Linked DNA regions of Zea mays: region 2 is linked to region 1. The links are chromatin contacts, called in public Hi-C maps. All regions are on one chromosome and are shown on one strand. The core of a region is the stretch at or near the end of the contact, and the rest is flanking DNA. Distances in the headings are between cores, read along the strand shown.

The links. Hi-C and Micro-C count contacts between places; a contact is called where the count stands out from the background.
Region 2: a Hi-C map of ear shows a contact between it and region 1, with 1.8 times the contacts expected there. The contact joins the promoter of LOC103627796 here to the promoter of LOC103627791 in region 1. A contact is called at or near these places in 2 of 25 Hi-C or Micro-C datasets (ear and tassel).

What each region holds. Positions count from the first base shown.
Region 1 is chr5:218,649,025-218,651,724 of Zm-B73-REFERENCE-NAM-5.0, reverse strand. LOC103627791 (probable E3 ubiquitin-protein ligase RHC1A) reads right to left here and starts at 1,339. Exons shown (of 3, transcript XM_008648092.4): 1 at 227-1,339; 2 at 1-58. The coding sequence starts at 1,154. The coding sequence ends at 21.
Region 2 is chr5:218,800,112-218,802,811 of Zm-B73-REFERENCE-NAM-5.0, reverse strand. LOC103627796 (WAT1-related protein) reads left to right here and starts at 1,315. Exons shown (of 5, transcript NM_001346921.1): 1 at 1,315-1,606; 2 at 2,351-2,413; 3 at 2,497-2,700. The coding sequence starts at 1,416.

The DNA.
Region 1 (2,700 bases), core at 90-2,589:
TCTCTGGAAACACATGTCGTCTATATGAGAAACAGAGAGCGCCACCAAGCGTAGAATGCTGAAAGCAAATGATAGATGAGAAACGGCTTAGAAAACGCGAAGTTGATGAAACACATGTCGTCTTCGTACATCGCCCAGTTTCTTTTTTTTATTCAGACCAAGAACGAGAAGAAGAAAACGCAGGTTGCCACAAGAACAAAGGACTGGAGGGCCGTCATGTCATTACCGCCGGCGTCGGCCGCGTCGTGCCTGCCGCGCCGCCCGTGCTCCCACGCGTCGTCGGGGTCGTCCATCCCGTGCGGTGGGAACAGCCACGAGAACGGCCCCCACCGCACCAACGTCGGGGGCTCTCTCCCCCTCTCCCCGTTCCTGCTGTTCCTGTCGCCGTCGCTTCCGCCGCGAGGTGCGGCCTGGCTGCCGCCGTTGGACGTGGACCCGGCTCCCGGCAGCTGGTACCGGCAGACCGGGCAGGAGTTGTGCAGGCGGAGCCACGGCACGATGCAGTCGGAGTGGTAGACGTGCTTGCACGGCAGCTGCCGCGCGGCCTCCCCGAGCTCGAAGTCCTCCTTGCACACGGGGCACTGCGAGCCGTCCGACAGGTGTGCCCCGGTGATCCGCACCGTCGGGAGCGAGTCGATGGCCGACGGCGGCGCCGGCGCCGGCCCCGGCCGGTCGTTCTGCGTCAGCTCCTCGATGAGGTTGTTCAGGTTCGGCCCCGTGAAGTAGTTCCCGAGGTCGACGGCCGGGGCCGTGGTCGGCCGCCGCAGTACCGGCGGCGGCGGCGGCGGGGAGGGCACGCGCCGTCGAACCGGCGCCGGCGCAGGAGCAGGATGCGTGGCAGGTCCCTGCGCCGGCGCAGCAGGCTGGCGGAACGCGCGGCCTGGTACCGTCGTCGCCGGCTCCCCGCCGTATATGACCCAGCGGCGCGGGTGGCCGTCGTGCTGGCGCTGCGGGTGGAACGGGTGCGGCAGAAAGTGCGGCGGCGGGAACGCGGGGCGCGCCGGCAGGTCGATCTCGTGGAGGAAGCGGCCGAAGCAGCGCGGGCAGAAGACGTCGGTGGACGGGTAGGAGATGATGCGGAGCGCGCGGCCGCACTGGTAGCACCAGTACATGCGGCACGTCCGGTGGCGCACGGGCGCCGTCGTCGCCGACATCGGCGAGGCGGTGGTTGCGGTTCCTTGCGTCGGGTTGGTTTGATGGTGCCTGGCTGCCTGCCTCGATCGGCAGCTGTAGCTCTCGGAGGAGGAGGATGGAATTGTGCATGAGACGACGCTGGTTTTAAAGCAAATGCAGGCTTGGTTGTTTGGGGCGCGGAAATTGACGCACGGGTGGCAAAGGATGGCTTTGCGGGTGGATGAAAGCGATTCTGCGGCGAGCTGAGCTGAGCTGAGGTGAGTTCGTAGGGGGCGTGCGGTGTTCGGCGACGGTGACTTGTGCGTGGCGCCAAAGCGCGGGTTGCTTGCCGGCCAGGAGGTGATGGAGGCGGCCAGCGTATAGATCTCCAAATGTGCAGCTGGGCACGACACGGCCCATGCACGCTTGGAGTTTGGACTATGTCGTGTGTGCTCAGTCATGGTATGACAAGGCTTAAACTGTCCGGATCATATACAATAAGCTGTAGGTTCGTCTGAGAGTAGATGCCTTTATTCAAATTCGATGTTAAAAGTTTAAACCACAAACCGTATTGTTAAAATATATTGAGTCTAGATCTTACAAAAACGTTCAAATATAGATGGGATTGTCCACGCCATTTAAAATATTTAAAATTTTAAGCACTAGCTTGTCCGCATCACTAAAATCACCAAGACCTAGTAGTGTGTATCTGTCGGTTGTAATCACACCCCTCCGAGGGTGTACAATTTCTTTGGGAAACCTTCTTTATCTTACTAGGTACGTGCTCGTGCGTTGCTACGGTTTCCATTTATTGCATAGGTAGACCTTGTCAAATAAATTTTAGAGAGGTCAATTCAACTTTAGTTGAACATATTGATCTTTTCAATGATCCAAAGCTGAACACTCATAGAGTACAGAACATTTATAGCTTTACATGTTCTCTTTCTCTCTAAAACCAACACTACATGATGTTGAACTGATGATGCGCCTCACAACGATGGCTAATGCGTTGAAGAATTCTCATCTTTGTTGCCATCTCAGGTTCTCAATAGCATTTTTTTTCTCTGACGAGGAAATCAACATGTCATCAATTCTTAGCCTTCCTACCTCTCTTAGCAAGTTGGGCTTTCATCGTGCCCTTTTTAAGACCCTTTTCTACAACCTTCACCTTCTTCGGTGCCTTCCCCTACATGTCACGTGAAACATATTGGATTCCCCATCAGGTGCACTATGATGTTGCAACAAGCATTGATCTGAGCAAAGAAAAAAATTATTTCGATCAAAAATTAAATTATTCTAAATACTAAGGAAAATGCTCCAAGCAAAGAGAAATGTTCCGAGAAAGAAAAAAGTTATAACCAAAAAACTAAAATTGTTCTAATCACCAGAATTGATCAAGGAAATTTTTTGATGAAGCAAAGAATATTTGAGCATCAATAGTAAATTTGCAAGCAATAAAAGATTTTATGACAAAGACACAAGTGTCCGGATGAAAATAAAATGTTCCATGGAATCAAAGATAATTATTGGAGCCAACTCACATATGTAGTGATCATATGTGCCAAAAGATAATTATAAAATGGTGGA
Region 2 (2,700 bases), core at 66-2,565, 150 kb before region 1:
ATAGAATTTAGGGGACGCTGCTGGGGACAGCCTGAACACATAGAGGATGAGAATTTTCTCTAAAATTTAGGGTGCAGGGTCCTTTATAGAACCTGTTGGAACGGTCTAAAGGAGTCTTTAATAAGGCGATACTATTGAGCTGATCATGGAGAGTGGGTTCTTCATACATTGAAATACTATTGCACAAATTAAAGTATTGTGCACCATAGCGCCACATCGCACGTTGTGATATTCTTATACTAGACACGTATTTAGGAATTAGGATTAAATGAGAGGTATTTTAATTTCCAGGGATCAATATGGAACTGATGGCGACAAGGACAAGTACCAGTACCATATGTGTATATGTTTGTGTGAATACCCTGTACCTCGTTCACAATAATAAGCATCAGATATTTGTTTTGTTGCATTTGTTCATTGCTGCTTTGTTTCGGCAGAACCTTCAATTCGGCTTCAGAATTAAACCCGATCGATGACCGAAGAGAATCTGAATAAAATTTGTGTGGCGGCATACCCAGCATCGATCGATTCCACATCTTGTCACGTGATTCGTAACATGCATGTTCCACATTTGCTGTCCCTACTCAGCTCGTGGCGATGCTGACGACATGCACTACGCCAAAGCGAAGCAGGTCCGCGCGTCCGCAGCAGGCGCGCTGCGCGACGCCCCCCTCCCCCTTGTCCTGTAGCATGCATGCGCGCCATGGCCGCAGCGGCTCCCATGCCAGGTGCTCCACACGGAGGTCCGTTTCTCTCTCCCCCTCGATCTGGCGTGCGTTTGACTGCTCTCCAAATACTGTTTACGTGGGCTCACTTCCAATTGTTAGTAGATGAAAAAATTATAGTAAATGAAAAATATACATAGAAAATGATATTTTTAGTTGTAGTGAGGTATAGGAAAAGTATTTAAAAAGACCGATGCGGAAGATGAAAAAATAGGAGATGGGATGCTGATGATATGACCCAAAAAAGTGATCTAGAAGAAAAAATTTAAGGCTAAGCTAACTCTCATAAGTGCCAGAGAGGCCCTGCATTTTCCGGGCCGGGCCGGGCCGGACCGGGCCGGGAAAAGCTGAAGTAGTAGTAGGATCGAGCAGCTTCTGCTTTCGCCGGAAGTGGAATATTAAACAAGGGGAACAATTAGCTAAGCCAGCACTGCGACAGACACACAACAGCCGGGTGCCGGTGACTCGGATCCATCAATGGCTGCACTTAGCTTGCTGGCATCGTCTCGGGATGTACATGTACGTACGTACAGCGGCGCGCGGCTATATAAATGGTTGGGTGACCTCGGCTGCCTCCTCACTGCCATAGCTAGCTACTAGCTGAGGACCTCGGTCGAGGTAGTATAGTTACTTATTAGCCATTAGCAGCTGGAACTTGTTGGAGGAGAGAGCTTAGCTTTGAGAGATAAAATGGGCGTGGGAAAAGTTCTGAACGACGTGAAGCCGTACCTGGCCATGGTCCTGCTGCAGGTAGGCTTCGCCGGGATGTACATCGTGGCCGTGGCCTCGCTCAAGCGCGGGATGAGCCACTTCGTCCTCGTCGTGTACCGTAACCTCTGCGCCACCGCCGTCATGGCGCCATTCGCGCTCTGGTTCGAGAGGTAACAATATATATAATTAATCATGTCGCTCCGATCCTCACTAGTCGTTTTTCTCTCCCCTCCATATAGGTCACTGAAAACACTATTTTAGACTATATTACTGTTCCTACAGTAAAGTTTGAATATGAAAATGAGGATAGATAAGCTGATTGAGATAGCCTTAGGTCGTGCCCATGCATGATTCATCCTAGGCAGACACGTACGTACGATTCTCTGCTTGCACAAGCATTACCATCGATCGATCGACGCTCACTTCCATGTTGCAACTGATGTCTGACGATGAAGCTACGTACATATGCCGATGCATGCTTGCACTCGCATTCAGTATATATACATTCAGTATATATTCGTCCATTGCAGTTCGTTGTCATCAGCCACTCGTCGAATCTAGCTACGAGTACATATACTACTTACTTCGGATCAGTTCATAAGACATTCTCGGTCTGCCAAAGCCCGCGACGTAGCATTTTTCACTGGTCGCTTTCAGCAAATATATATATGGTGCATGCTCCACGACTAAGCTAGCTAGCACTTGCGGATCCTAATCAATCTGGAAAAAAGCAGCTAGCACGCCTATTCTATTCCGTACCTGCATGCATCCAGAGCAAATTAAAAAGTTTCCCACAGCTCGTTGTCATCATCTGTTGTTAAATCAAAATGATGCATGCTTACTCCCAAGTAGTAGCTGATCTCTGCTAATTGTTTCTTGTTCTCCCATTAATGCAACGTACGTACGTGGTGCAGGAACGCGAGGCCAAGGATGACCATCACCATCTTCCTCAAGATAATGGGGCTCGCCATGCTCGAGTACGTACAAATTAATAATAGACTTATGCATGCATGCATGCATGATGTCTCTGATCTGATGTCGTTCCCGCATGTGCATGCAGACCGGTGCTGGACCAGAACCTCTACTACATGGGGGCGAACCTGACCTCGGCCGGCTTCGCGTCGGCGCTCATAAACATCCTCCCGGCCGTCACGTTCGTCATGGCCCTGGTCCTGCGCATGGAGAAGGTGCGGCTGCGGAGCGTGCACAGCCAGGCCAAGATCGCGGGCACGGTCCTCACGGTCGCCGGCGCGGTGCTCATGGT